4 separate regions of the Mus musculus genome follow, and all the other regions are linked to region 3. Evidence: chromatin contacts called from public Hi-C, HiCAR-type and promoter capture Hi-C data. All regions are on one chromosome and are shown on one strand. Each heading gives the region's core, a stretch centred on a gene start, on an enhancer-like site or on the middle of the called end of the contact. The rest is flanking DNA. Distances are from core to core; before and after follow the strand shown.

The links. Promoter capture Hi-C pulls out the DNA fragments that hold promoters and counts their contacts. A called contact is a pair of places that touch in the nucleus more often than the background predicts. HiCAR-type assays count read pairs that join an accessible place to other places.
Region 1: a Hi-C map of muscle stem cells shows a contact between it and region 3, with 5 times the contacts expected there. The contact joins the promoter of Stag1 here to the promoter of Cdv3 in region 3.
Region 2: a contact with region 3 is called in a HiCAR-type map of astrocytes, with 2.7 times the contacts expected there. The contact joins the promoter of Ppp2r3a here to the promoter of Cdv3 in region 3. A contact is called at or near these places in 2 of 39 promoter capture datasets (the 3T3-L1 cell line and pre-B cells) and 1 of 115 datasets of contacts at active chromatin or transcription factors (astrocytes).
Region 4: a promoter capture Hi-C map of liver shows a contact between it and region 3, with 2.2 times the contacts expected there. The contact joins the promoter of Atp2c1 here to the promoter of Cdv3 in region 3. A contact is called at or near these places in 2 of 39 promoter capture datasets (both in liver) and 1 of 484 Hi-C or Micro-C datasets (CD8 T cells).

Annotation. Positions count from the first base shown.
Region 1 is chr9:100,641,503-100,646,587 of GRCm38.p6, reverse strand. It overlaps Stag1 (stromal antigen 1), which reads right to left and starts at 3,140. Exons shown (of 34, transcript NM_009282.4): 1 at 2,792-3,140.
Region 2 is chr9:101,248,088-101,253,083 of GRCm38.p6, reverse strand. It overlaps Ppp2r3a (protein phosphatase 2, regulatory subunit B'', alpha), which reads left to right and starts at 1,252. Exons shown (of 14, transcript NM_001161362.3): 1 at 1,252-1,422.
Region 3 is chr9:103,363,953-103,369,073 of GRCm38.p6, reverse strand. It overlaps Cdv3 (carnitine deficiency-associated gene expressed in ventricle 3), which reads left to right and starts at 3,294. Exons shown (of 5, transcript NM_175565.3): 1 at 3,294-4,020; 2 at 5,023-5,099. The coding sequence starts at 3,706.
Region 4 is chr9:105,518,877-105,524,202 of GRCm38.p6, reverse strand. Atp2c1 (ATPase, Ca++-sequestering) reads left to right here and starts at 2,946. Exons shown (of 27, transcript NM_001253831.1): 1 at 2,946-3,163. The coding sequence starts at 3,056.

The DNA.
Region 1 (5,085 bases), core at 1,891-4,390, 2.7 Mb after region 3:
TGGGATACATAGCACCCTGTCTTACTCAAAAATGAAAATAGGGCCAGAGAATGTAGCTATTACAACATATGCCAGACCCTGGGTTCATACCTAGTAGTGCAAAAGACTGATTAAAACTGAGAGGAAGAGGAAGGGAGAACAGAAAGGGTGGGGAAGGTCACTGTCTTCGCTGTGTCTTTTCCTTATGTTCAGATTCTAACAGGGTAAATGTGAAGAGGCTTCTCTCGCCATCAGAAGTAAATAAATGATGATCACACTACCTTTTCCTTGAGAGTGGGAGAGATTATGTAAATATTCCAGGATAACTTTCCTATGATTAGACCAGAGAGGGAAAAGGGTATTTTTGTATGTGTAATTAATGTCCCTATAGATAACTGAAATTACATAAAAGATTATCTGGGTGGGCCTGACATAATCAGGTTAACTTCTGAAAGAGATCTTAAAATCTACAGGAATTAGAGACAGAAGTCAGAGACACTGATTCCTATAGTAGCCATTTTGTAAACTGCTGCCTATTAAGACCATATGTCAAAAATAAATAAATATAATAATAATTACAGATTTTGGCCAAAAGCTAACAAAGACACATAAGTCTCCCATAGCACTGAGATTATTAAGATATATCTATCCATCTATAATCAAGCAAGGAAAACAGATTATAACTAGAAATTTTTAAGTTTTAGCTAAAAAAGGTTTTCAATGTGTAAAAGAACCATTGGCTTACCTCAACTTTAGAAATGAGGAAGGTAAGATTTAAATAGTTAAAAAGTAAAACCAAGACCTCAAACCTAGGAGATGTCTCAAAGTTCAGTTCAAGGTTCTCACTCGTCCCTGCAACACAGCTTGAGTTTTTAAAAGAACCTTTCAAAGCCAAGAGTGGCAGTAATCCCAGCATTTGAAAGTATGAAACAGAAGAATCGCTATAAATTCAAGGCCATCTTGAACTACATACCAAGATCCTTTCTGAAGAAAAAAACAAAACAAAACACAAAAGAGCCATTCAGTAATTGGCTGGCCTGGCACCCACCTATAATCTCAGATCTCCATAAGCTGAAGAAAAGAACTGCCACCTTAGACTGTGTACATAGTGATTTCAAGGCCAGCCTGGGCTACACAACGAGATCATGTTGGTTGTGGAGGGGACAAGCACACAGTGATTGTATTAATCTCTTCAGAAACGACAATACTAGACCTCTATTTGTTTTGTTTTAAAGGCAGTATCTCATAAAACGTCCATGCTAATTTCAACGTATGATTCCCCTTGCCTCTGCCTTCTCAGTAAACAGAATTACAAGCATAGAACAATATGCAGAACTCCAAAGCACAGTTATAAAATGCAAAGAAAAAAAAAAAAAAAACACCTGTGGGGTTTCTCTTAGAAGTTTATTCGGGTAAAAAAAAAAAGTGTTACATTCCCCATAATTAAAAACAATGAAATATCATTCCTTGTTCTTTCAGTATTTCTAATTGTTAGCCTCGATTTATATACATTATAAGACCATCACCCATCATACAAGAACTCCCACTGTTCTGTACATTTCCATAAGAGCTTCACCATCAGAATTTGCTATCTATATATGAAAAAAAAAAAAAACCCACTGGGAAACCTAAAGGTAAAGTTACAAATTCCATTAAGTTACACATCGTACAACTTTATGCGGATTTTGGTACTTTCACAAACACTACTTTTGCTAGATGTAAAATATAGCTGTCTCTAAGCACAACCAGAAGAGAATAAACATGCCCCTCATGTTAACACCAACTTCAACAGCAAATAACTCGCTACCACAAACTGCACTATTTGGGGTCTATAGGGCTCCAAAACCACCCCAGAGCTTAACACTCCCAGGACACGACTGTCTGCAATGTGGAAAGAATCAGTAACAATCCTAACGTAGACAGAAGCGGGTGACGTGACAATCCGAAAACCAGAAAATGTTGTGGTCCCTACTACACACAAACAGCACTCGGTTCGGACCCCTCCAAGTCCAGCTCCCAGCACTCGGGTTTCCCAGCTCTTCATCCCGCCCCCCACCTTCAGGGAAGAGGAAAAACAACTTTTATTGGCCTCATCTCCCGGGGGATTGGGAAACTAGCGGGGCAGTGCTCCGGCCTGGACACGTTTCACCCGGAGCTCGGACGGCGGATAGCGGGAAAGCCAGGACTGCGACGTCCCGTCGGCCCAGGTCCTCAGCCCTACCCCACCCCAGCAAAGCAGGGGCCTGGGACAGCAGTCTGGGCTGAGCGACCCCCAGGACCCTCGACAGAAGCGAGCTCCTTGTCATGTGACGCCGCCGCCGCCAAAGCACCGCAGAAACGCAGGGCGGCGGAAGGCGTTCGCGCCAGCCCGCCTAGGCTGGCCCGGGCGCGGGCGAGTCCCGAGAGCCCGGGCGGGGGGGCGGAGGGCGGGCTTGGCGGCGGGCCCGAGCGCGCCACAAAGGCTTCCGCGCTACCGCCGCGGAGCCCGGGCGGGCGGGGGCACCGTTTTCGCGGCCCGCGGGGAGGGGTGGAGGGAAGCGGAGCGCCCGCCGCGCCCACAGCGGGTCCCGGACGCTCGGCCGCCCGCCTGCAGCCGCCGCGCCGCGCCGCGCACAGGCCCGCGCGGCCTCCCTCCCCCGCGCGGGGCCCGCGCCGGCCCGCCCGCCCGCCCGCCGCTCGCCGCTCGCGCTCCCAAGCTCTCGCCCGGCCTCCATCTTGGATCGGCGCTTCCAGCCCCCGCGCCGCTGCCGCCGCCGCCGCCGCATTTCCCCCTTTCCCGCCCCCCGCCGCCGCCGCCGCCGCCCGCGCTCACCTCAGCTGCCCATCCGGGCGCTGTCGGCCGTCGACCTAGTTTCCCCCCAAAAGTCTCCGGTGTGTTATTCCCGAGGTGGGGGGGTGGTTACGGGGTGGTCGCCGGGGGTTCGGGAGCGGGGGCCGCGCCTTCAACGGAGCTGCAATCCTAACCCGCCATCTGGTGGCATTTTCCACACGCCAATGGCGCCGCTGCAGACTCGGGTCCCGACCGCCCTCTGCTGGCCGCGCTGCTCACTGCTCCGCTGACAGGACGGGCCTGCCCGGAAAGGGGAGGGAGCTGAGGCGCGAGCAGGGGCCCTCGGACGGGGCCGCGCGCCATCGCTCGCCTCCGGGGGGCGCGCACGCGCAGCAGCGGCGCGGGAAACGTGGCCTTTTGCGTGGCTGCACCGCCCCCCTCTGCGAGGCTCCTGCTCCGCTCGGCCAATGGCGAGCCGCGGAGACGTCTGGACGAGGGCGCTGTGGACAGCTCCTGGGCCGCCCCAGGCGAGCGGAAGGACGGACTCCGCGGCGCCTGCGCGACCCGCTCGCTGGGTTGCCGCCCGCCATTTTTAGAGCTTCTCCAAGAGCCTGGAAGAAGTCCGCCCCCGGCTCTTCCGCCGAGGCCCCTCCCCGGCGGGGGCCGCGCTCCGCTCCCGCCCTGAGGCTGCCAGCCGCCCACACCCGCCCGTTATCGGGGTGAGCCGTGCCAACGCGCCCCCGAGCCCTGCTCCCTCCCCGGTTAGCGGGAGTCTCCAAGCTAGAATTGAACGCGCGGTTTATTATTATTGATGAGGCGCTTTTTCAGAACGAGGTTGAAAAGGTTTCGAGCACTGGGACGAACCCCCTGCCTGCCGCGGAGCTAAAAGGAAACAGTGACCGCTCCAGGCCGATTGGCGTCGTCCTGCCTCTGTAAAGCAGGTTCTCGCCGAGGTGCAAGCTTTGCATAAGGCGGCAGCATTGGCTAGTTAGTGAGAAAGGAGAAGCTACACGGTGAAGATAGACTCTGCGAGCAATCAGATTCTCCCACAGCCTAGGACTGCTTTCTGTGGTTCTCAAATGGACGTGCGAATAATGGAGCCTAGCCGAAAGGGAAATAGCCAGGCGTAGATCTTGACCCCTTCCTTCCCTGCTGCTCTCTACCTAAGCTGTCCTTGACCAAGGCTCTCCTAACCTTCCGCCTGCTTATTAACTCCGCACTACAAAAGTGAATTCTTGGTCTTGTAGGTCATCAGCCTCATTGCTGACTCAATTTTTTTTTATTGGCAGAGGCAGCTGCATTTTCAATATCTCCTTAGAAACGTTAAACTTGTTTATAGTCTTGAGGGCTGGCTAGCTAGCTAGTACCTCAATTGTCTCTGGAATGTATCCCAAAGGTTGCAAAGTGCGTTCCACATCACTGGAGGAACTTTGGTATGAATTCGTGACAGTCCTTTCAGCAAAGTATCTCGTTTACTAGCCTCTGATTGACTTCCTATTGTGTTCTCTGCAGAGCCTGTTTTTAGCTTGCCTTGTTAAAAGACGGTGCGGGCTCCAAGCCATAGTCATATGTAATTTAATCTATCGAATGTGTGGGACTCTGATAAAGAGCTGATATTCTATCAACATGTTTGTAGTCGTGATCTCAAAAAAATCTCACCTAGTTTAACCATCCCCCATTCCCTTCTCTCCCCAGTCCAGCCCTGCCTGAATGCCATTGCCTTTTTTTTTTCTAGAATAGCTTCAGTATTTTATCTTCTAGGTGCTTTCTGTTTTGTTTTGTTTTTTGTTTTGTTTTTTTTTTTTAGTTTCCATTTATCTTTAAAAACAATCAAGGCTGTTAACTCCCTCAACTTGCTGTACTATCACAATGTTCCTTACCCAGGCACATGTCTGAAGAGAATCACTGTGGGTGCTCTAGCCACAGCCTTGGGAGGCTAAGGCAGAAGGATTTGGAGAGAGACAATGAGACTTATCCAAGGAGAATGAGGGGACCAGGGGCAGTCATGTCCTTCACCAGGCCCCACCCACCCTTGAAAACATTTTAAGCTGCCTTTGAATCTGTACCTACATTGTTCCCTAGTCTTCTGATTGAGTTGCTAGCTCTGGGTTTTGTTTTGTTTTGATTTTTGTGTTTTAGATCCTACAGTCCAACCCTGAGTTCTCTGCTCCTTTTCTGCGTTGTTGCTCTTTAAAAGTCCCCAAATTACTTGTCGGTTCCCAGTTGTTCCTGAAGGAAGATACCGTACTTCCAGCTACTTTTCAGGTAGCTCCATCCAGCTCAACACTTAAAAATAATTCCTCTCTTACCCTAATATCTTAATAACTCTGTAATTT
Region 2 (4,996 bases), core at 3-2,502, 2.1 Mb after region 3:
ATTAAAAAGATTAACTTGGTGAAATGACTCAGGATGTAGAGCCTGTTTGAGGCAATTTTATATACATTTTTCTTTTAAAAATAAAAATATATTTCTTATAATCAACCTTACACATAGCTACAGAATGTGAAATTGTATACATTTTGTATGCACCATCTATACCTAAATGTATGTACACATCACATATGATTTCACATGTACACATAAGGCACTCTGTAAGCAACTGTTGTTTTGCTAAGAAATGTTGACAGAAAGGAAGAGATAAAACACGTACGCAGAGCCTGTTCTCACAGTTTGCCTAATGCCTGGCTCTTTAAAGTCTTATCTACATCTGGTTCTTCACCTCTACGTGACCAAATGTCACGTACTGTTCCTTCCCCTGACTGGCTTGCTTGTTTTACCTATGTGCTTACATAATGATTGATTGACTTTTTAATTTAGAATTGAACTGCATTATTTTTATTGTTTAGCTGTGGTACTCATGTAGCCCAGGTTGGCCTCAAAGTAGCAGCAATGTCACCAAAGTTCAAACACTTGGAACTTCTTGTTCTCTATCTAGCCTCCTCCACCTCTGCAGAGCTTTGCAGACATACATTACCTCTCCCAGTTTATGTGGTTTTATCCTCGTTTACTATACCAACGGGGTTACATCCCTAGCCCAGTCAGCCCATTTATTTCCCACTTTTAGTAAAAGCAAACCTCGCTTATTATTTTAGCTAGGGTCAAAGCTTAAGAAATCAAAATTGCAAATGTTTCAGAACACTCCATTAAGTTGTGCATTTGTTTTACATAGCTTTGTTTATTTAACAATTTTTATTCTGTTAACAATTCGCTTAAAATAAATAAATAAATAAACTCTTCGTTCAAAATTCACACAACTTGGGTTGAGCGAATAGGAGCATGCTGGTGTGGGCCACAGTAAGAGTGTAGACTGTAGTCAGATGGGATAGCCTCCCGGAAGAGCAGGACAGTTATCGAAGAGGACAGTAAGAAGGGTAATAAAAATAATGACGGCCATCATAAAGTGTATACTCTTAACATGAAATTCAGTCCCCAAATAGTGCGAATAGCCTTCTCCATTACACTAAGTAAATCACAGCGGCGGCCGAGGCGACGGCTCTCGCAGTGCCCCTCAGGGCCCCCTTTCGGAGGAAGGAGAGTGGGAGGAACCCAGCACGGCCAGGTGGGCGGGGCCGGGGCCGAGGGGGCGTGTCTGGTGGGCGGGCCTGTGGCGCTAGTGGGCGGGGCTGTGGCGCTGGCGGGCAGCTAAGCTGCTGGGCGGCTGGGCGGGGCGCGCTCAGGCCTCGGCTCCTCACGCGCGGCGTAAGCGGCCCAGACCCCGCGCTGCGGGAAGCCGGGGTGGCGTGTGCGCGTCGCCTGCGAGCCGAGGCAGCCGCGGGAGGAGGAGCAGCGGGCACTGAGGTAGGCGCACAGACGCGGGGCCTTAGGCCGGTTCTCCTTGGGAGCCCCCGGCCCTCCACGGGCTGGCGAGGCCGAGGGGCGGCGCACAGAGACCGGGGCGGGCGGGGCCGGGGGCGGGGTCTGGCCTGGCCGCAGGGGCCGCGCGCGGTGAAGGGACTCCTGGTGGAGCGCAGGCACGCCACGCCAGAGGACTCCCGGGGCTGGCGGCCGTGGAGAACGGTGGCCCGGGAGCTCCGCGGAGGAGGCCAGGGGGCCGGATGGCCGGCGCCTCCCACCTCGCGGGACGCCCGGGCCGGGAACTCGTTAACAGGAAAGCTTGGCAGGGCAGCAAATGCCAAGGTTCTGGAAGAACTGAGAGTCACGTCGTTAGGCGCTGAGGCTTTATTTTCCTTCCCCGCCCCCTGCCCGGCCTCGGCCCGACTTGGCCAAAGAAGGATGTGTCACCAGTTCGGGGCTGCGGGCGGGATCCCAGCCACTCTGGGCACAGGGGCACCTGAAACAAAGGTATCGGGCGACCGAGTGGCTGAGCTGCGAGCACCTCAGCCGGTCCCACGGTCGCGCCGGCCGGGCTGCAGGCTTGAGGGGCGTTCTCCTTGGGGACCGCTCGATGGAAACCAGCTGGCCCGGCTTGGAGTTGATGTTGCATCGGAACTGTGTTGTGCTCACATTATTTCCATTCCTCCCACTCTGATAAAGCCTAGGGAAATTTTATCCCGCTTGATGGTCTGCAGATGCAGAGGGGGGAGGACAAATTGCTGTTTGTAAATTATAAGGTATTTTCTTTGTAGAAAATAGTTTAAGAACATAGAATAAATGCTTGAACACGTAAGCGGAGAGGATGATTTGTAGTGCCTTTCAAAATTGGAAAAGAGTTCCTCCACGGATCTTCAGTTATGTACAAAACGTCCCCCGCCTCTTTGGTGCCAGGCATTTTTCTTTGTTCTTCCTTAGTGTCTGGCCTCAGTTTCTTGTAAACAGAGCATCAAGCACAGGGACCCTAAGAATTGCCATACTAGGTCAGAGCATGGGCGTCCAGCTAAGCAGGCAGCAGGCTCGTGTTGTAGTAAACACAGGGCTTTCCTTGGCATCGTTAAAAATTATCTCAGTTTCTTTCACTGGTCTCCATGACGATTACTGAAAGCGTTCTTAAAAATCTGTAGACGGCTCCTGATTTGCATGCAATTTATTCACGTTTATTGCATTCAAAAGGCTGTCTCACCACTTCTGACAAAACTTATGGCATGAGATACTCGTGAGAGGGGAAAAATGGATCTTTTACACAGCCTGGAAAGCTCAGGTCAGGAATACAAAGTTTTGCGGTTCTTTGGGGGTTTGTTTGTTTGATTTTTGTTTTGTTTATACACACACACACACACACACACACACACACACACACACTGGAAAAGTCTATCCCAAGGCCCATGTGGTTGGATTCAATGATAGCTTTAAACACCAACAACCTGAATAGTAGGCAGCTAATGCTTTAACATTCACACATATGATTTGCATATATTAAAAAGTAGCTTAGCATTTTACACAGTGACTATCTGGCTTTATCTTGGTCTAGGTAATCTGGCCTTAAGGTTCTGCTAAAACCTCGTATCCTCCGAGAGAGGAAATTTTGCTTGAGCAGGAAGGGAATAAGGTTGGGCAGTTCTGCAGTACAGACTATTTGAAGGTAATAACTTAAACTTGTCAGCCACACATTTCAGTTCCAGTTGAACAGGGCTCTGTCACCTTTCAACAAGTAACTCAAGTTTTCCGTCTCTGAAGCTCTTCTTGACATCCCCTTAGCTCTGCCTTACACCTCAGCAAAATAACCACAACAGAACCCCGCCAAGTAAGGGGGAGGATGCCTCCCTTTTGAATAGTAGCATCCTCAGTCAGGATCTCTCTTATGTGGTGCTGTTGACATTTTAGATGAGATAATACTTCGTCATGGTAGCCTATCCTGTGCCGTAGGTAGAGGATGGTTAGCCACACTCCTGACTTATAATCCTAGCTGTTAGTAGCACTACACACATAAATAATGGCAATCAAAGCTGTTTCTAGACGTTGCTGGGCATACCCTGAGAAGGACCAAGCTATCCCTGGTTGAAAGCCATTGTCGTAAATGAACGGCTGCTTTAATACCAGGACACTGCATTGTCCTTGTTTGGTTATGTATTGACTCTGCTTTCTTAAGCTTAAGGGCAAGAGAAGTCATTTATTTAATGTGTGACAGCCTGCTCTGCAAACTGTGTGGTAGGTAGGTCATGTCTTGGAATACAAAGGTAAAAGCAACTGATTTGATCTCTGCACTTCTGTTTTTATCATCTAAAGAGGTAATTGGTGTGAACATATGTAATTACACAGTTATGTCATTACAGCAGTGCTAAATTCTGAGAGGAGAAGTACAGGTTTCCTGAGTACCTAAAATGTTAATCTTGACCTAGTCCAGAAACTGAGGAGTGTTCTTCCGTTGGGAAAAGAACATGAGAGACAGAATCAGAAGGATAAACATGGGATTGGTAATTAAAGCTTAGGGGACCCTAAGATGACAAAGAATAGCCCCCCCCCCCAGTCCCCAGGAACCCAGAAGCTAGTGTGGTTGGAACTTGAAAGATTAGGGAGGCAGAATGATAGAAGTAGGGAAGTAAGCAGAGGCTGTCTGCTACTGACTTCTCAGTCCAGCCTACTCACCAGAGCCCACACAAGGAACTTAAAACAGTACTTCTTAAAACAGGCCCTTCTCCAGGTGTATTCAACAACAACATATTTTATTCCAGTCAACATTTTCCCCATGCCTTCTGAGTAGATAACCATTGCTAATAGTTTTGTTTACTATTCTGAACTTTTTTTTTTTTTGATAGTTATCTTGTTTACACAAATGGTGGCACTCCCTTGGGAATTTACCCATTTTGATGTATATGGCCTTTCATGTTATGGCTTCAATATAGATTTATCCATTCCCCTATTGATAGGCATGGAATTGTTTCCAATTTATTGTAAATACCACTGTGAATATGCCAGTTCACATGTGAATGGAATAAATTGATAGCAATGTAGCTGTTGGACCAAATATGTTTGTGAAAGATCAGCTATGGAAAAAATGATTTGAACAAGGTAGCTAAAACATAAAAGGTAACTGAGACCAGGATGATAGCAGTGAGGTGGGAAAGAAGTTCATGTATCTATGAGATGCACTTAGGAGGCATGGTTGATAGGATTTAGAAGAAGATAATGGCACAAATGTTGAGGTAGAGAAATAACTTCCTAGGGTGAATTCCAGGGCACTAGCTTGCCCAAAATGTGAATAGTGGAGTTGCTACAGGAAATAGAAAGCATCATAAGAATAGTTTTGGGGTGGATTTAAATCATAGATCATGTTGGGATGCTAAACGTTCATGTAAATGTGCCATAAAAGCACTTTAGAATTCAGAACCCATAGAAAGCAAGCATGGGACTGGAGGCACTGATGTTTAGGTTTAAGTTGAAGTGTATGGGCGAAAGTAGTCATTGCAGGCGCTGCAAATCAATAGCCTAACTTAGAATCTAGACCATGGATGTTTTAGTTTGCCCAGACAGTGGTTTT
Region 3 (5,121 bases), core at 2,045-4,544:
GAGACACTGTGCCTTATTCAGAGTTGAGTAATGCCTGCCTTCAACTCTTTAATAATCTGGAAGACAAGATCTAGATACAAATAAATGGACCTGCATCAATAATCCATGACCGGCTTGAAGGGATCAATGGCGCAAGCAAATGCAGAGAAGGAGCAGCAGCCAAGGGTTGACGCCACAGCAGTCCCTCCTGTGGTCTGCAGTGTGATGGATGGCATACGTCCCAAACGCCATTGTGGGGGAGAAATTGAGGTCGGATCGACAGAGAGTAGTGTCTTTGCGGCTGGGTCACCTGTAGTTAGTCTCTGCAGCATGAAACGGGTCCCTTGCTCTTTGACTCTAATGCCCAGAAACCAATGGCAGCTATTCTCTCGAGCTGCTCTTTTTAAGCCTCCCTGGCTACCCTCCTCCTGGCAGGTTACAGGGGTCCTAGTAACCCTAGTTCTGGGGAGGCAGAGACAGGGGGATCCCTAGTGATCACTGACCAGCCAGCCTAGCTGAATTAGTGCACTCCAAGTGCACCCCAGTGAGAAACTATGTCCATCAAAAAAAAAAAAAAAAAAAAAAAAAAAAGGTGGAGTGGCAAAATGGCTGTGTGGATACAGGTACTTACTGCCTGCAAATTGCCCTCTGACCTCGACATATACACCATGTCATTTGGGATCACATGCATATATACACAAACAAACAGAAAATGTAGACGGCACTTGAGGCCTGGACACCTAAGGTTGTCCACTGGCCTCCAAGGCGATCATGAACACACAGGTGCTTGTGTACCACACCTGCATTCACCTAGACCACCAGCAATGAGAAACAACAGCAAACCACGTTTGGCAGTGTAGGCCTAGAACCTCAACACTTTTGGAGACAGAGACAGGAGTGTTATCTATCACTCGGCCCTCCTGGGCTACACAGGAAGACCTTGTTTAAGGAAGAGAGAGAGCCAGCTGGAGAGAGGACTCGGTGATGAGAAGTACTTACCGCTCTGCCAGAGGCTTGTGTTCAGCTCCCCGCTCCCATATCAAGTGGCTCACAGTAAATCCAGGCTTAGGGGTTCAGATGTACAGTCACATCCATGTACTGATGCATGCACATAAAATAAAGATAAATACATCTTTTTGGAAAGGAGAAAAATGGGTGGGGTGTTCAACTGATAAAATAGTTGCAGGATACAGGAAACAGCTTTGTAGACAGTGGTGGGATTTAACCTCAGCAGAGGGAGGCAAAGGCAGGAAGATCTCTGAGTTCAAGGCCAGACAGGGCTACACAGGGTGACTCTATCCTAAAAACAAATGAAAGGAAACAGAAACAAAATGAGAGAGAAAGGAGAAAGAGAGAGAGAATTGGAAGTGGAGATTCAAGACCATCCTTGGCTCTGTGTTCAAGGTTAATTTAGGATACTTTAGACACTGTCTTAAAATGAGGGGGGTGGGGAGCAGGAAAGGGCAGAAAAAGAAGGAAAGAGGAAAGAAGACAAGGAAGGTAAAAAGAAAGTTTGCTAAGAGATGTTAAGCAAAGCTGGTGGCACTGGGCAGTGCTGAACTTGGACAATACCACAGGAAGATATGTGGTGTCACAAAAGGAAGTCACCTAGGAACCATCCTGGGCTGGGGGAAGAGAACAAATATGTCTGCTTATTAGCCAGGTGTGGTGGCGCACACCTTCAATTTCAGCACTTAGGAGGCCCAGGCAGGTGAATCTCTGAGTTTGAGGTCATCTCCGTCTTCAGAGCCAGTTCCAAGGCAGCCAGGACTACATAGTGAAACCTGTCTCAAAAAACAAAACAAAAGAAAGGTCTTCTTATTGTTGGCTACAGCCATAGAGCCTTCATTTATCCATCGATATGTTCAGAATGTAGGTCTTCAATAGCCACAACTAGGGAAGGACTTGTAAGGAAAGACAGGAGGGAACAGGTGTGGAAAGACATCCCTCCATTTACTAGCTGGGTCCTATCTTTCCCCCAAGGCTACAGACATAGGACTTAGCCATTTCCTCAGTGGTTGTCACAGCTTTCTCCTCTACCCTTTAGAGGAAGCAGAAGTTTAATGCATACCCAGACCACACGTCTCATAGAGAAACACACATTTGATTCTCCAAGGCCCCAAAGTCAAGTCAGGTGGAAACAAGGATATTTTTTATCCCCTTCTCTGTCCTAAGATCCAGCATAGGAGCCAAAGTTAAACTGTAGCAATCACTCAAACTCAAGTCAGAGCAGGAGCAATTCTAGGTGCAATTGTGTAACTAAAAACAAGGAAACTCCAACATCTGTATTGGGTCATTCATTCTTTAGCTGGTAGAGAGCCTCTCTAGCAAGAATGGAAACCCCTAGTATCGCTAACATAGGCACAAAAGTGCATGCCTGAATTCTCAGCACTTGGGATGGTGGAGGCTGGAAGGTCAGAAACACATTATCTTTTCTATGTATGGCGTTCAAAGCAGCCTGGGGTAGGTGAGACCCGGTCCCAAAACAAAGCAATCTCCCCCAAGCAAACAAAAAGCTTTCTGGGCTGCAGATGTTTCGGGGATCAAGTATTCACATAGTATGTGCCAATAGGGTGAAGACCCAGGAAAAGGAGGGGTTTTGTGTGTTTTCTTTTTGTGATTCTGTGGACAGACTCTGCGCTGACATGCGCCTGTCGCACGCTACCACCAAAATCACATTCCCAGCCATTCTCCATCTCACAAGAGCTAGCGTTAGAGGGTCAGATTTATTTAGCCTGACCCTGGTAGACACAGCTAGTCAAAATCAGTTCCCTTCCTTTCATGCACTGGCTTATTTAAGATCCTTCCGTAAATGGAACCACGAATACTAATCCAGCGCTCCTCATCAAAAGCATTCCATTCAGAAGAAAAGTAATAGGTGCCCGACCAGAGAGGGTGCGAGTACAGAAAAGCAGGGCAGGAGGACCAAGCTTGAACATAGCTGGCTTAACATGGTCTCTTTCCTTTTCCTGAAAGTTCAAACGCCTACCAGGCCACAGTCCTGGCGAGCAGACGCACGTGTACCCTGCGCATGCGCGCAACCAAGGCACACCCGCCCCCTCCGGCTGGTCTTCTTCAGCCAAGTCACCAACCCTCTAAATGCCCGCCCTCAAGGCAAATTCCCTGGCCAATCGGAGGCAGGAGTCACTAGGGACGTCACTCTCTTTGCCTACACCCGCTTTCTCCCCGCCCCCATACAGGGCACCGCCCCGTAGAAGGAACGGATTGTCACCTAAGCGCTCCGTCCGGGCATCTGATTGGCTCTCCCGGAAGACCCGCCCCCTTCTCATCCCGCCGCCCGCCCCCCTCGGCGCGCCCACAGCGGCGGGCGGAACCGAGCGCGCAGGCGCGGCGCTGCCTCTCTCTGCTGGTGGCCCGCCCTCCCTCCTCCCCTCCCTCCCCTCCCCGTCCCCTCTCCCCCTCCTCAGGCCCGCGCGTCTTCCTCCCGCACGCGCCGTCGTTAGCCGAGCGCTCGCCGGTGCGCGCCTTCCTTGTCCCTCAGGCAGCGGGGCGGGCGCGACCCTGCTCCACGCTCGCGGTTCCCAGCGAGGAACGTACCACCAGAGCACGGGGGGAGCCGGCCGCCCTGCCGCCCGCGCCTCGGCGACCCCGCGGGGCTGAGGCGACGCCGCACCCTGCAGCCTGAGCGCACAGCCGGCCTTGACCCAGAGCTCGGAGCCGCGAGCGCCGCGCCCTCCGCCGGCCCCACCCATCCGGACCGCGGCCATGGCCGAGACCGAGGAGCGGAGCCTGGACAACTTCTTCGCCAAGAGGGACAAGAAGAAGAAGAAGGAACGGAGCAGTCGCGCGGCCAACGCGGCGAGCGGCGCGGGCGGGAGCAGCGCGGCGGCGGGCTCCAGGCCGGGCGATGGCGGGAGCCTGGGCTCCGGTGCCAGGTCGGGCGACGGCGGGAGCTTGGGCTCCGGCTCCAGGTCGGGCGACGGCGGGAGCTCGGGCTCTGGTGCTAGGTCCGGAGACGGCGGGAGCTCGAGGTCCGGAGACGGCGGGAGCGCGGGCCCCGCCGGCAAGGCCATAACGAAGGTGAGGGTCGGGAGGCCGGCGGCCGGCCGCATGTGCCCGCCCCCGCCGGCCCGGGAGGCCACGTGACTCGGGCTTCGCACGTCGGCCCGGCGGGCGGGCGGGCTCGCGGTCCTCGGCCCCCGGGGCTCGTCTGGCCGCCCCCGTCCGCGGCCCTCTGCGCGCCGCGCCCTCTGGGCCACGGGGGTTGGGCCGGTCCCCGGGTGACGTGTGCCCGAGTCCTCGTGGTCCCGCTTGAGCCCCGCTGGGGCCGGATTTCATGTTCTTAAGGTGTTCCGAGGCTCCTCTGTGCCGCCCGGGCCAGCGTGGCTTACTCTCCCAACCACGGCCACGCAGGGCTGGGAATTGAGTTGTGGAATTTCTGTCGCCTTCTCTCCGCCGCTCAGCTCGCCCTGGGCTTGGGTTTAAGTAAAAGCGGCGGCAGAGAGGGCGTTTGGGAATTAGGCACGTCTCCGGATCTTGCAGGAACGGGCTAAACTTTACCGTCCGGCCACTAGCCCCAATTTTTGAGACAAGGTCTCACGGTGTAGCTCTGGTTGGCCTCCAGTTCACAAAGAGCCTCCGGCCTCTGTCTCTGGAGTACTGGGATTAAAGGTCTGTGTCACTGTCTGCAATTTTGTTTTTTTTTTGTTGTTGTTGTTGTTGTTGTTTTTTGTTTTTTTTAAAGATCACATTTATTTGCTTATTTGTGTGCGCGCACTCCTGTGTACGTGTGCGGAGAGGTTAGAGGCCGGGGTAAATTCTCTCTTCCCACCACGTGGGCCTGGAGAGTTAGACTCTCTGGTTCTCGGTGTTGACTGCCGCCGATTCTTAGACCGACTCAAGAATCCTGGCGACCACTGATGGAATTTTTCCGAGTCTGGAATCTGTTTACCAAGATCTCTAATTAATTAATTCGATGTTTCGCGGGTACCTTTACCAGTTTGGGGAATCCCGTTGGCCCTTGATGCCTTTTAGTCTGAAGTGGGCTTACCAAAAACTAATCAGGTGTTGTTTCTTCCATAGGATGAAAATGAGTGGAAAGAATTTGAGCAAAGAGAGGTTGATTACAGCGGATTAAGAGTTCAGGCAATGCAAATAAGGTAGGATGTGATTACACGTGGG
Region 4 (5,326 bases), core at 1,697-4,196, 2.2 Mb before region 3:
GTTAAAAGCCCTTCCCCTTTGCTTTGTAGCTGTGTGGACTTACAACATTTTTTTTTTTTAATCTTCTTTGGACCTTCCTTTTAGGCCCAGAGAATTACACTGACACAGAACAAATAATTTAGTGTTAAGTACAAAGGCCAAATACATTGTTCCCTATGATTTATACTCGTTATTACTTAAATACCTAAAGGATTCTTGGTTACATTTGTTTCACCCATTTACTTATTTATTTCCTTCCCCCACTCCCAGCACTGGGAACTGTGCCCAGGGCCCTGCTTTACCATGAAGCTCCTCAATGTCTATTTTATATTTTCTGCTCTGTGTTATAATAGAACAGACATTTGTTTGGTGCAGGGTTTTTTTCTTCTCTCTCCTCCCTTCTCTTCTCTTTTTTCATTGCCCTCCTTAGACCTGGAAAAGGTGACCACAGAACAAACCATCTGGTCTACAATGAAGTCTGCTTTGTGCCCATCGTTGGGGAGAGGTTTTGATCAGAAGCCATGCTGAGCAGGCTGTGGGCTTCTGCCCACAATCAAAGCATAAAAGTTCAAATAGTCTAAGAGGAGCTGCAAAGGAGGCAGCTTGTGGATCCCTCAATGAACGTGAACAGAACTTGTCCCTATTATCCCTGGGGCCTTTTCTCTTTCTCGGGCTTTAGGATGGTCTGGGCGTCTGGGCTGGCAAACGGATTGCTTTTCTGGGTCATGAAGTGGCAAAGAGCACGCTGCTTCTCCCCTCCCCTCATTAGAGCCTGTGGTCTAGTCTCCAGACATAGAGGAAGACACCCAGAGCTTCTGTAAGCATACAATGGTGAACCTAGAGAGGAAGCAGGAGAGTGGGGCCTCTGGGGACTCATTCCCAGCAGAAGGAAAGAACTTCTTGGAATTGCCTCCAGGCCCTGATGAGTCTGGAAAATCACCTTGCTCATGGGCCCCGTGCCAGCCTGACAGATGGTCTCCCTGGGTGGCATACGCTGCTTCAGGCTATCAGGTATGTTCCCTGAAGGCAAGTGCCCCACCCAGGAGTGCTAGGTCCTGTCACAAGTCTATGACAGGAGCTTTGCCTACTCCTATTTCCTCTCAACCTCTTCTCTCACTGGAGGGGAGAGAGACTAGCTTTTCTCCTTGAAGCACACCTCTGAGCTACATGGTTTGTCCACCTTAGTTCCCACACAATGGTCCCTTGCTGAAATGGTGTGAGCTACTGAAAGGCTTAAAAGGCCAGGAAAGAACAAAGGCGGGAGGCTGGGGGATGGCTCAGTGGGTGAGAGCATTTGCTGTACCAGAAGAGGGATCAGAATTTGAATCCCTAGCACCTGCATGCGGAGGAGCCTGGCATGGCTGCTTGTTCCTGTAACTACAGCCCTGTGGTGAGCAGATTCAAGAAGATGGCTGGGACTTGCTGGCTTGCCCAGTTAGCTCCAGGTTCACTGAGAGGAGCCATCTCAAGGGAATAAGGCAGAAAGCCTTAGAGCAGGACATTAGTCCTCTAGCCTTATGGGACAGCATGGGTATGTACACTAGTATAAATATGCATGTGTGTGTGTGTGTGTGTGTGTGTGTATGTGTGCACGCGCACATGCACACATACACACACACATACATGCACACACAGTTGGGGTGGAGTGGGGGTAGAAGTGTGGCTCAGGACTTAGACGACAAACCCTGTGACCTCTATAGATCCCAAAGAAAATGAACTTTCAAATGTATAATTTCATATCCTTTAACACAACAGATCTCTTGTTGTGTTCTTCTTTACCCCCCTGCCCCCACCACCCCTTTTTCCTCTTTTGAAGGCATGAATCCTTTTTATAGTAGTTAGAAGTGTGCTTGTAACAGTTCCTCTCACAGATACTCAGGAGAAAGCCTCGGGGAAATTTAATGGTTCTGAGTTCAGCCTGTGGCTTTGCGATAAGGATTCAAGGCAAGAAGCCTTTTAACTCAGAAAAGAATCTGTTTGCAGCCATTGCCCAATAAATGCAAAGTGTCTGGTTACTGGCACGTAGCACAATGCACCACAGAACTCAATGAATGTCCACAGAGCTGGCCAACCCCATAATGTCCATGAAGGGGTGGTGTCTGTGTGTGAGTGTGTGTGTGTGTGTGTGTGATTTGCTTAGTTTTCAAACAGTGCTAGTCTTCTAACAGGGTCCACAGAATCAATACACTCATGGGAACTTGCAGAGACCAGGAAGCCTGCAGGGGTCTGCCCCAAGTCCTCTGCATGTATGTTATGGCTGAGTAGCTCCGGGTTCATGTGGAAATGCTAACATTGAGAGCTGGGTCTGTCCCAGACTCTTTTGCCTATGTGTGGGACCCTTTTCCTCCTCCTGGGGAGTGGGGAGGAGGAATGTGTGGGTGGAGGAGCTGGGAGGAGAGGAGAAACTGTGGTCAGGATGTAACATATGAGAGATGAATAAAAATAATAAAATAAGAACTCTAAAACAGCGTTTCTCAAGGCTGAAATGAATTGACACTTTTGAGCGGAGGCTCAGTTGAAGGTTGTTAGTGTGTGTTGGTAATGACAAGAAAGCTCAAAGGAAACTGGGAAAACCTCATGTCATGCCCTCTTAGAAAGAAAGAAAGAAAGAAAGAAAGAAAGAAAGAAAGAAAGAAAGAAAGAAAGAAAGAAAGAAAGAATCACCAGAAATACTGTCGGAAGAATTAAAATTAAACCTCACGAGAGTCCGTGGGTATGGAAAGTCACCCGCTAGCTAATATTAACATCGCTTGCAACAGAGCCTTGCTGCTCAAAATAGGACAGTCAGTCATATCGCTATCGCTGGGCTGTTTACATTCTTCGGGCCAGCCCTGAACTTCTTCCTGCCTCTGGCTCCTGGGCATTGCAGTTCTGGAGGTTTCTAGATGACCCGCCTCCCTCAGCTGTCTCTAGGAACTTCCACTCAAAGGGGGAGCTATAAGATTGACACCTGCTCGGTTTGCAGCAAAGTGGTGGCACTTCAAAGGAGCGGCTAGGCAGCAGAGACTAAGTGTCTAGGTCGCATTTGGTCGCTGTCAGGGAGGGGCAGACAAGGACCCTCGGGTTTCCCCTCAGTATGGAGAACTTATTGCCTCCGTCCGGATTTTCTTACTTGAAAAAGTATCCTCTCCACTCTATTCGGAAATATTTATCAACGCTGAGAAGCCAAAGGGCCGAAGAGCAGGTACTATTTTGTTTGTGCTAACTTTAAAAATAACTGGTGCTTATTTCTGGGTGTGGCCTGTCGAAGCTTGGGGAATGTTTCTCTGCTGGCTTACTGGTGTTCATAGGCAGAGGTCAGATCCAGCCTGTAGTTACTCGAGCTTGGCAGTCAGAGGAGCCTGCCGCTTGTGAGGGGTTACTTGGCTGTGGAACGTTTGGGTCCTGAGATAAATTATGCAAATGTTCTGGGTGTGTGTGTTTGACACTTATTTTGCTTTCTTCCGTTATCTAGATGAACCTACCATACTACGGAGGTGACTCTTTGATACTTTGATCATTTTTTCAGTGTTTCGAAGACAAATTCTGAAACCGTTCGTAGCTCAATAGATGAAGCAGTATACCCTAGAAACACACTTATTTTCTTGCATGTTTCTGTGATTATTTTAATGTCACTAGGATTTGCAAAATGAAGGTTATCTGTGTGGCTATAATCAGATCATTAGTGGGCTGATAAGATCATTTGGATATAATAGGTGATTCTTATATGTGGTGCATAGGGGACAGAGCACAATAATTATTAATCCTTTTAGCCAATTGAAAGCTACAGTTTCCAACAGGAAGTTCTAGCATGTGGGTATAGACGCATCTTAATAAGCCTGTTTAAAATGTCTGGTTATTTCATTTAAAAACATGTGTGTTCATTACATTGATTACATTATACATTGATATCTAAAAACTGCTTTCGTAATTGCACTGGATTAGAGAGAGAACAATGTGTGGCCCATTTAAATCCAGGAGCTCATTTAGAAGCTTGGCAACGGACTAGAAATATGAAAGACAGGTCTGTCACCACATAGAAGATGACCAGCCACAAGCGCTCTGCCCTGTGCTCTCTCTAGAACGGCAGAGCCAGGCGACAGATATTGCCAGTGTCCTGTTCTTTTTTCCTCCGTGGTAGAAAATGACCCAGTTAGTAAGAGGCTTCCCAGAAATGGAAGCAGAGGGCAGCAGAAGGAAACCCTTTGGTGACCCCTTTTCCCCAAAGCTCATGCCTCATTTGAAAAAAAAAAAAAAAAACAAAAACCAAAAAACAAAATACCTGACAGATCATTAGGATTATCAAGGAAACTGCATCTTAAAATCTTAAATGATTTTGACTAGTGCTAGAGACTCAGGCTCTCTGCATTAAGGGAGCTAGGTTGCCCCATTTACCTCTCGCTCAGTTTCAGGGTAACACTCGGTGAGAAACATTTCTGTCTCCTCTCGGCATGCCTTGGTTTTGAAGTAGAAAATGGGAGAACCACATGGTGGTGCCCAGAGTCTTTGTTTACCCCAGGAGCTATGTCACAGGCTTTTTCCACAGGGGAGGGGGAAAGAATGACTGACAAGATGACCGTGGGGGATGGGCACGGATTTCTTCCCTTTTCTGAGCAATGTGTGGAGAGAGGTGGCTTGTGGCTGTGTTGCTTAAATAATCCTGTGGGCTTTTTTTTTTTTTTTGGAAGCCTGTTTTATTATTTATTTATTTATTAAGTTATGTGTGTGTGTATACTGTATGTGTGTATGAAGAGTATGTGGCATATGCACATATGAGCATGTGTGTGTGCTGTGTGGGGATGCCCATGAGATGGCCCATGGAGGCTAGAGGTTGAGAGCAAATTGTCTTGTCTTAGTTTCTTCTCCATATTATTTTTTCGAGATGGTCTTACTGAAACTGAAGCTAGCTGTTGTGACCAGGTTGGCTGGGCAGCAAGGCCTCTCAGGATGCCTCTCTGCATCCCAGGGCAGGTGTTACAGGTGTGCGCTGCTGACCACAGCTGTCAGGTGGGTTCTGGGCATCCGTTCTTCTAACATGGACAGCAAGTGTATTCCCACTGAGCCATCTCCCTAGGTGTTACTTTTTTGGTTTTTTGAAACATGGTCAACATAGCCCAGTTTCTCCAAGCCTGTCTTCCTCATTCTCCTGCCTCTACTTCCCAAGGAGGGGATTATTGATATGTAGCACCACACCCAGATGCTGAAGGTTTATTCTGAAAGTACTACAAAATCATGCCTTCCGAGGAGCAGTAAGATCTAGTATGGGGACAGGAGACTTGGACTGGGTAGGTGATCGCCTTCCCAATTTACACCCATGTGGAGAGGCTGGGGACTGAAAGCACTGTGCTCTGTTATTAGCTTCCTTTCT